Regions from separate parts of the Sus scrofa genome. Here region 2 is linked to region 1. The links are chromatin contacts, called in public HiChIP or PLAC-seq maps. All regions are on one chromosome and are shown on one strand. The core of a region is the stretch at or near the end of the contact, and the rest is flanking DNA. Distances in the headings are between cores, read along the strand shown. Region 1 holds the start of FLII (protein flightless-1 homolog). Region 2 holds the start of FLCN (folliculin).

Evidence for each region. HiChIP or PLAC-seq counts read pairs in DNA pulled down with a chosen protein or histone mark.
Region 2: an H3K27ac HiChIP or PLAC-seq map of alveolar macrophages shows a contact between it and region 1. The contact joins the promoter of FLCN here to the promoter of FLII in region 1. A contact is called at or near these places in 1 of 5 promoter capture datasets (liver) and 1 of 2 datasets of contacts at active chromatin or transcription factors (alveolar macrophages).

The regions. Positions count from the first base shown.
Region 1 is chr12:60,473,421-60,478,215 of Sscrofa11.1, reverse strand. FLII (protein flightless-1 homolog) reads right to left here and starts at 2,494. Exons shown (of 30, transcript XM_021067983.1): 1 at 2,367-2,494; 2 at 714-824; 3 at 353-424. The coding sequence starts at 2,429. It overlaps MIEF2 (mitochondrial dynamics protein MID49), which reads left to right and starts at 2,521. Exons shown (of 6, transcript XR_002337405.1): 1 at 2,521-2,903; 2 at 4,748-4,795.
Region 2 is chr12:61,027,194-61,032,070 of Sscrofa11.1, reverse strand. It overlaps FLCN (folliculin), which reads right to left and starts at 2,885. Exons shown (of 11, transcript XR_002337421.1): 1 at 2,414-2,885; 2 at 813-914.

The sequences.
Region 1 (4,795 bases), core at 1,245-3,744:
CACCTCCCCTCCCAGCCCAACCCCAGCCTGCCCAGCTCTCCCACTGCCTGGCGGGCTGATCCTGGGCCAGGGACCTGCCTCCATGGCCAAGCATCCTCAGCTGTGAACTTGCTGGGCGCGGGGATTGTGTGAAAAAGCCCTTCTGGGAGGGGTGGCAAGGGGCTTAATCAGCATCAGCTGTTACGTAGTTGTTTACAACAGGTGGCATTTTGAATTTTTACCTTTTCCCTCACGGGTTACTTAACCCAAGGAAGCCTCCTTTCCCCCACTTCAGGAGAGGGTCCCTGAGCCTGACGCGGGGTGGACGGAGGCGCTGGTCCTGCCCTCACCCCCGCCCTAGGGCAGCACTCACCCGCAGCGATGGCAGGCTAGACAGATCCCCGTGAAGCGTGGTCAGGTGGTTGTGGCTTACTGACAGGTGCTCCTGGGCAGGGACAGGGGAGCAGAGGTTCAGCAGGGTGTGCGGGCTGTCCCTGTGTCCCTCCCTGCCCCAAGACCCACCCCCCCATGGCCACAGGGGCCCAGTCCACGCTGTAGCCTCCCTCCCTCCCAGACCCAGACTCTTCTTGCACTCCTCTGGGGACGGGATGCTCACTCCCTCCCCACTAGCCCTGCCTATGGCCGTTGGCATCCTCTGCGTCGTCCGCCCAGGCTCTGCCCGCCCGGCCAGCCCCATCCACAGGGACCCTCCCTGCTGGCCCAGAGATTCCTACCAGCTTCTGCAGGGCGGCCAACTCCTCCGGCAGGTAGCACAGGCCAGTGCGGTTGAGCTTCAGCCATCGCAGACTGGTCATGGCCTTGACATTCTCAGGGAAGTAGCCACCCTAGGTGGTACGTCATGATGACGCTGGTCCGGAAACGGGGTGCCCCTGCTCTACCACCCCCTGTGGCCTCCACTGCCCATGGGGGCTCTTGTGGAGCAAAAGTCATCTCTGACTGGTTGTGTGACCCTGGACAAGTCACTTTGCCACCCTGTGCTTTAATTTCCCACCCACAGGATTCATAAACCCCCCCCACTGGGGAAAAGCGTCATGACCACCAATTAACATCCAAGACACCTGCTGCCCTGAGACCCGTCTCTCTTGTTGGAACCTCAGCCCCAGGAAGCCTTGTTCCAGATGACACAGCCACTCCCAACTATGTGCTTAGATGGGCTCCATGCCTTTGCCTGGCATCCCGAACCTGCTGTGGCACCTGGGTTAGGGGTACCCCTCAGCTTCTCCAAGGTCCCACCTGTGCTCCCACCCTGCCGTCAGCACACAGCTCCCCAGCCCCGCCAGTCGCCCAGCCTCAGCCCCGTTGGTTAGTTCACTCATTCGCAGCTCTTCCCACAACCAAATGCCCACTCAGTACCCCCACCCTTGTGGCATGGGGCCTAGGCAGTGTGTGCTTTCACTGCCCTTGGCTGGTGTCCCCTTCCCCCTACGGCTACAACTCCCAGCTGGTGACTCAGACTCTCCCACTCTGTACAGGACACGTGGGGACCCCCAGACAGGATGGTGGGCAGGAGGCAGAGGAAAGTGGTATGGCTGCCTGGGCACAGGGTCAAGGGTGCACACAGGGAACAAGGCAGGAAGAAAAGCCTGCCTCCTCAGCCCTGGCCCGACCCCGGGGTCCCAGCCAAAGCCTGGGCCGCTGGGCCCTGCACACCCGGGCTGACACTATACTGACCCCAGCCGGAGTCTGCCCACTGGCCCATCCTGCCGAGGAGATGACCCTCTTGGAGCCAGGCTGACTCTGGCCTCTGCTGCTGCCCCGCCTCCTCTCCGGTGCCCAGCCCTGCCCGCCTGGTTCCCGGTCTCCAAAACAGCCTCCCTCATCCCCAGTGCCTGGTCCTTGAGACCCAGGTTGTTCAGTTCAGCAGCTGTTCAAACAACTGCCGCCTGGGTCTCGACACCTGCCAGACGCACTCGCCACGAAAACGCATCCCTGCCTTCGGAAGACTAATCTCAAGTGCCTTCCTCGAATGAGAAAGCGAGGCTCGGAGAAGGGAAGTGACTTGCCCAAGACCACACAGGATGGGGGTGGCAGGAGGGGGCAGGGCAGTGACGGCGGCGCGGCCGTGAGTCAGGGCTCCGCTCGGGCGTGTGACCTCACAGGGGCGGGGAGGGAGGGCTGGGGAGGCGGGGGCACAGGCTCCCGACCCGGGCCGGCTGGGTGGGGCCCGGCGCCTGGACGGAGCCCGGTGGGGGCTCTCCGCGCGCGCCCGCGGCGTTCTGCCTGGGTGCCCGCCGCGGGCGCGGGACGGAGGCGCGGCGGTCGGCTCGGGACGGGGCCCAGGCCCAGCGAGCCGGTCCGCGGGTCCGGGGCCCGCAGGAAGCGGAGGGGCGGGCTGGGGGAGGCCCGGCCGCCGCCCGGGGGCTCACCTTGAAGTCGTTGCCGCTGAGGTCCACGCCGCGCACGAACGGAAGCACCCCGGTGGCCTCCATGGCGGCGCAGCTCGGCAGGCTGCGGGGCGCGGGCGCGGGCGGCCGGCGGCGCTGGGCGGGGCGGGGCGGGGCGCCGCGGGGGCGGGGCGGGGCGCGCGTCGGCCCCGCCCCTCGGCCTGCCGCCGCCGCCGCCGGGCCCTCTGCTCCGGACTCGGCCTCGGCGCCCGAGGCTCAACAGCCGGCGCTTGCTGGCTCCCGGGCCCCCGGTGGCTCGGGACCCAGGCCTGGGCGCACGGGGCAGCGGGAGTTGGATGCTAGGGTCCTCAGCCAGAGCCGCGGGCCTGCCTCCCGTGAAGCGCTCCCTGGGGCGCGGCGCCCGCGCTTGGAGGCGACTCCGAGTGCAGTTACGTTCTCATTCGTCCCCCGAGGGAGGCGTCCCCTGGCTGGCACATGGCAGCCCCAGTAGGCGACAAGGCCGCTGTGCCCTTCACGAGAAAGGCAGCAGCAGACCACAGAGACCCAGAGGCCCGCAGGGTGCGTGCCAGCTAGAAGGAAGCTCGCCTTCTCCCCCGTCGCGGTTGGGAGCGCGGCCCTGTCCCTTTAAGAAGCAGCGCGCCGGGAAGCCCCGCCCCGAGGAGCGCGCGGCCGCCATTGGCTGAGCGCGCCTCAGGGCGGCACGTGGGCGCAGGCTTCGAGCGCTCCGATTGGAGCCAGAGCCTGCCGGTCTGCTCGCCGGGCACGCGCCCGCCCCCCGGGCCTCCGCGTTCGGTTCCCGGGTCTTTCACGTTCCACTCCCGGACGGCCCCGGGGTGCGCGGCCCGAGCAGGCCCCCTGTGTCCGCCGGCAGGTGTGCCGAAGCCGCGACGCAGGTACGGCCAGAGCGTGGGGGCGTGGCCTCCCTGGGTGCGCTCTCCGGCCGGGAAAGGGCCACTGGTGAAGGGCTGGGGCTGGCCTCCGAGCTCGGGTCCTGTCTGGATGGGTCCTATCCTGGGTCCATCCTGGCGTCCCCAGGGCCTCGGTGCCCTCGCCAGCCGGGGCTTGTAGGAGGAGGGGAGGCCCGGCCGCGCCCTCTCCCCTTCGCTGGTTGGGGTGTGCGCAGCCCCCTCAGGAGCTGGGCGGTGACCCAGGTCAGGCAGGGGGGCGGTGGCAGTACTCATCTCCGACGAGGAAGCCTTCCAAGGGCCATGCTGGGTCAACCCCGGCCGTCTTTCCTATTTTTAGTTTGGGAGCGAGGCGTGGGTGCGGGGCTGCAGGCCCTACCTGGCAGCTGAGCCGGGCACCCGCCCAAAGCAGGGCGGCCAGAAGTCCTTGGGGTTGAGTTGGCTCTGAGCTAAGAGTCATCTGCTCAGGCGTCCTTAGCTGTCCTGCCGGGCCGTCTGACTGGTGTCCTGGGCTTGTCTCTTGGTCACACCCTCTTCACTCGGTCCCACCCCAGCTCATCCCTTCCAGGCCACTTACTTTAAACCTTTCCTAGCGCACCTGCACCACTTTGCAGATGAGCAAACGCAGGGCCTCGGATCCACAGCTACCTTCCATGGCCTGGCCTCCCAGCAGCCGAGGCCTCCCAACCCAGCATTGTCCCAAACCCGGGAGGCCCCTGTCCAGCCCTGCTTGGAGTCTTGAGTCACCTTGCTAGCTGCCCTCACAGTGGGGCCTTTAACCTCCTCTGGCACATACCTGTTGCAGGTAGCTCCTGCCCCCACCCCCGGGGCAGCGACCTCGCTTTCTCAGACTCGACAGTTCTGCCTCTGGGGGCTGCCCTGCTGAGACTGGCGGGTGGGGGGTTATAGCTGAGGCCCCCTGAGCTTCACTGAGGTGACCCCAAAGGTCTGAGAGGGGTTCAGGGCAAGCTGCTAGGACCCCAAGCTGTGGCCTTCTCTGGGCCTTGGTTTCCTCCAGCTTTGCCAGCCCTGGTCAGAAACCAGGACGAGGCCACCCCTGGGACCTGACCGTGGGGAGGGTGAGGGTCTAGAGGCTTTGCACTCACCGTGTGGGTCAGCCACCTGATTCTCTGCAAAGTGGGGGTGGTGGCAGTGAGATCCATCTCATTCACGGTCTCTGGCGACGTCGGGGGTCCTGAGGGTGGGATGGATGTGGCCTCCCTTCCCTGCCCTGCCGTGGGCCTCAGGGCCTTCCCTCTGAGACCCGGGGGGCTGGTTGTTTGCAGGTTTGGGTGGGGCACTTGGGCAGGGAGGCCTCCCAGGAAACCCTGCAAGTGGCCCCATTCTCAGAAGTTCTCAGGAAGCCCCCTGACTCAGTGACCCTGGCATGATGTCACCCTGCTGTCCTGCTGACAGGCTGGCCATGCCCCCCCCCCACCCCAGCTGAGCAGTCACTGTGCCCTGGCTCTCTTACACTGTGCCCTGGCTCTCTTACAGGTGGACCAACCATGGCAGAGTTCTCCCAGAATCGGGGCAAGCGGCGTG
Region 2 (4,877 bases), core at 1,636-4,135, 550 kb before region 1:
GAACCGTGAAGTTGCAGGTTCAATCCCTGGCCTCGCTCAGTGGGTTAGGGATCCAGCATTGCCATGAGCTGTGGTGTAGGTCACAGATACAGCACAGATCCCGCGTTGCTGTGACGTAGGCAGGCAGCCACAGCTCTGATTCGACCCTAGCCCAGGAACCTCCATATGCCGCGGGCACAGCTTTAAAAAAATTTAAAAAGACCAAAAAAAAAAAAGGTAAACGCGACGTGGTTGAAGTAAATGGCTGAAACGCCTACTGTGAGAGTTTTTATGGTGCGGCAAGTTGGAGATCCGGCGTTGTCACTGCGGCAGCTTGGCTTGCTGCTGTGGCACAGGTTTAATCCCTGGCCCAGGAACATCCACAGGCCGTGGGCATGGGGGAAAAAAAAAAAAAAACCCACTGTGGAAGAAGGAGCCAGGCAACACGACGGAGTGAGAACCTCGGAAGGAGGAGCTCCCGCCGTGGCTCAGCAGTAACAAACCAGACTAGTACCACGAGGACGTGGGTTCAATCCCTGCCTCACTCAGTGGGTTGCCATGAGCTGTGATGTAGGTTGCAGACTCGGCGCGGAATCTGCGTTGCTGTGCCTGTGGTGTAGACTGGCAGCTGTAGATCTGATTCGACCCCTAAAAAAAAAACCTCAAAAGGAGAGATACCTAGACCCAAAGTAATCAAAGGCATCAAGCTTGGAAAAGACCCTATTTTCCTGTGAGAGACGAAAAAAGACAAGTGAGACCTTCGCCAGTGAGAGGCGCACACCGCGGCAGCACCTGGCCGAGGTTCACCCCGTCTGCAGAGCAGCAGTACCAACCTCCGTGCTTGGCAGTCACGGGACGCGCATGGCGCCTAGGCCAAAGCGAGACAGGCCGCTTCCCAACAGCAGTCTTTCTTCAGCTCTGGGACCTGAGGGTTTCTAGATAAAGGGAAAAAAAAGTCACAGCAGGTTCTAACAGCAACAAGCAACAACTCAAGGGGCTCACAGCCAACGTGAAACTAGGATGTCCCCAAAAAGGACTTGGCGATTCCCGTGGTTCTCACTTTTCAAGCAGCCGCTGACGGAGAAGGGACACTGGGGTCAAAGACGGGCCTGAGTTCACGCCTCTACAGCAACTTTTCACAAACGATCTCTTGCAATAAACTTAAGGGACCTTCTCAAACGTAAGATGCTTAGAGACACAAAGTCCTCGCTGCTCCTTGCTAGTCCTGGTCATAAGGGGGCAGCGGCCGCATCCCCCACTTTCACCCTTCAGACCGCAGACCGCTCTGGGAAGGGAGAGCTGAGGCGACCTTGCTCAGCTCCTTCCCAGCATCCAGCATCCGCAATCAAAACGGGCGACTCCTCTTAGCTTTTCATCTCTTGCTTCTCTGCGGCCACACCGCTGGCACGCAGAAGTTCGCCAGCCAGAGGCTGAACCTGAACCGCAGCAGTGACCTGGGCCGCAGTGGCGACAGCGACGGAGGCCGCAGGGAAGTCCCCCTTGTCAATCTTTAGGTGAAAAACACTCCCGCCTGACCTCTCTTTGGTCCCCGGGGGCCCCGGCCCAGGAGCCACCGCAGGGCAGTGAGGCAGCCCAGGGCAAAGCCTGCGAGCCCGCCGCCTGTGGAAGCGGGAAAAGGCCCGTCTCCAGGCCCGGCCGGGCGACGGCCAGGAGGCACCGAAGCCCCTGGGCGCCGCCCGAAGCCCCTGGGCGCCGCCCGAAGCTGAGCTGCACAGGCCAAGCCTCACCGCGGGGAGGGAACCGCCGCCGGGGCCGGAACAGCGGGCAGCTCTCTATGGACCCCCCACCCCACCCCCGTCTCCGCCGGGCGCCCGGGCTTTCCAGGATCCGAGCAAAAGGCAGAAACGTCCGCCCGCCCGACGGCCTCCTCCCCTTCACACTCCACGCAGAAGCTCAACCCCCGCCCTCCCGCCGGGGCCGGCGCGCGGGACGACGCTGCCCTCCCGGGGTGCGCCCCAGGCCCGGGGTTAACTGCAGCCGCCGCAGAGGGCCGACGCTGCGAGGACCCGGCGCAGGGCGGCTGCCGGCCCGCAGCCTCGCTGTACACACAGGGGACACACGCGGCGTCGCGGGCACCGGCACTCAACCACCGACAGGCTGGTGCCCCCGACACGTCCGCCCCGACGGCCCCGACGGCCCCCGCGGATTGTGCCCGGTGTCCCCCGGCTGGCGACCCATCGCCTCCCGCGGGGACTCCTCCCGGCCCCCGGCCCCCCGGGGCCGCCGCGACCCACCCCCGGGCCGAACCTGCCTCCCCCGACCGGGCGCGCCGGACCGCACCCGCCACACCCGACGGCCCCTCACCTCCAGGGCCCGCGGGACCCCGGGCGGGGGCGGCGACGCCGACGCGCCCCTCAGCCCGGCCTCGCCGGCCGGCTCCCTCCCCTTGCCCCGAACCCGCGGGTCAACTAACCGGACAGACCAGGGCGACGCCAGACGCCGGCGGAGTCCTGAAGCCCCTGGGGCTGCCCTCGGGGTCCGGGGCCGCGCCGTCACCTCCTCCCCCGCGGCTGCACGGCGCCCGCCCCCAGGCGCGTGACTCGCCCGGGCCGTACCACTGCCCCGGCCGCGGGTGGGGGTGCGGGCCGTACCAACGCCCAGAGGTTTAGTGGGGGCTCGGGCCGTACCATGGCCCGCCTGGCGGAGGGGGTGCGGTGCGTGCCACCCGTCCCAGAGGCGGTGGGGGCGTGGGCCACACCACCGCCCAAGCCGCGGGTGGGGGCGCGGACTGTATCATGGCCGATTCGCGGAGGGGGTGATGGCCGTACCACCGCCCAGGCCGCGGAGGAAACGCGCGGAGCCGCACCCCGGGAAGGCCCGGAGAGCCCGGCGGCTCCGAAGTCCAGCAGAACGCCGTCGCCACTACCCCCAGCCCGCTAACCCTCTGAAAATTCCGGAGTGGTTCCGCCCGCTCAGACGGAGGGGCGGGGGATGTCGGAGGAAACCATTACAGGAGAGAGGGGTACTTCAATTTAAAGAACCTTTTAAAAAAAACTTGAAAAATATAGCTATCCTAGGATTCCCAGTGCACACCAAAGAAACAAAAAAGGGAATGTCGCGATTCCATAAAGGGCGCTGTAATTCCCTTTGCTTGCACCATTAGTTTTTATTAAATTTCCGATTGAACCGGTCTTCGGTGGGGCGTGCGAGCATGGGGCCGTCCGCCAGCTGACGTAAACAGAGGGCGACGTCGAGGGAGAAGGCCGTCGGGTGACGCAAAAAGCCCGCGCCGCCGGGAAAGTGGGACGGGAAAGCGTGTGCGCCAAACTTTAAAAACTGTGGTTATCCAGAGATAATCTTCTAAAACCTGGGCGTCTTTTGTTCAGACTGTATAGTGGTCAGTCCGAAAGGCTTCAGTGCCTTATGCCAGGCGGCCTAGAGTGAGGGAGTGTCAATGGACCGCCCTAGACCAAGGGTAAAATCACCGGGTCTGAGAGTTCCCTGGTGGCTCAGGCAATTAAGGATCCGGTGTTGTCACTGAAGCGGTTCGCCTCGCTGCCGTAGCTATGGGATCGATTGCCGGCCCAGGAACTTCCGCGTGCCAGAAGCGCGGCAAAAAAACAAATCACGGGAGTCACTTCTGAGCCGAGGAAAGCGCAGATGGGCACCTTGTGGTAGAAGATTAAGGGCTACAGGGGATGGAGTTTTGAGGCCAGTTATTGCCCCTATATTATTAACTAGTCCTAGCAATCCAGTTCCTCTTGATATTGGACAGCCAAGAACTTAGCATACTGGCTGATAAGTCAAAAAATAATTTCCGAAGCAAACAGTAACACAGGAGTTCCTATCGCAGCTCAGCGGAAACAAAGAAAGAAACAAAGCCATTAGGACGCGGGTTCGGATTCCTGTAGGTCGCAGAGGTGGCTGTGATCTGGCTTTTCGGTGGCTGTGGTGTAGGCCACCGGCTAGAGCTTGGATTCGGCCCCTAGCCTGGGAACCTCGTATTCCGCACCTGCAGCCCTAAAATGGGGCGGGGGGGGGGGCAGTAACAACAACAACAAAACCCCCACAGGGATATACTGATTTGGAGTTCTAGGTTTACTTCTGTCATCAACGCCTGAGTTTTACAGAGTTTGTGAAATGCTTTTTGAAAGCCTTAGTGGAAAGGTGCAAGAAATGACTGCGGCCTCCTAGTCTGTGGCCTTTCAATTTCTAACAGAAAAATTTCCCACATCTGTCACAGTAAACAAAACTCACCCTGAAAATGACACAGCAGCAATTCTGAATATAAATCTGACCAACTGATTTCCACACTAGTAAAGAACTTAACACAACCTTCCCAAACTTTGCTGCCATGCTGCTTTTATTTAAAGGGAGCTTAACATCTTAAAGGGAAGAAATCCCACTGCATATCCTGCTGCTTCAACCAGGAAGACAAATGTTCTTTCACAATTTTTAGTGTTTTGTTGTGTTTTGGTCTTTTTAGGGCTGCACTCGCAGTATATGGAAGTCCCCAGGCTAGGAGCTGAATCAGATGTGCAGCTGCTGGCCTGCGCCACAGCCACAGCCAAGTGGGAGCCCAGCGGCTTCTGACCTGCACTGCAGCTCACAGCAACGCCCGATCCTTAACCCACTGAGCAAGGCCAGGAATTGAACCCGAGTCCTCATGGATGCTAGTCGGGTTCATTAATCCCCAAGTCACAAGCTGAGTCACAAGAGTCACGCTGGGAACTCCTCGACTGAATACGTCTAATCACGTCATTTTTTAAAAAGTATTATAATAGATCCCCTGTTATAAATAGTAATCCAAGCTTTCACCTCTTCCAGCAACAACAGTATTTCCTGGGTTTTCAGTTATGCTTAACAGCAAGCAAGTAACGGGTCATATGTCAGAAGGTGGAACTCACACAAGACTTGTACGTCCTGCAGAGGTTTGG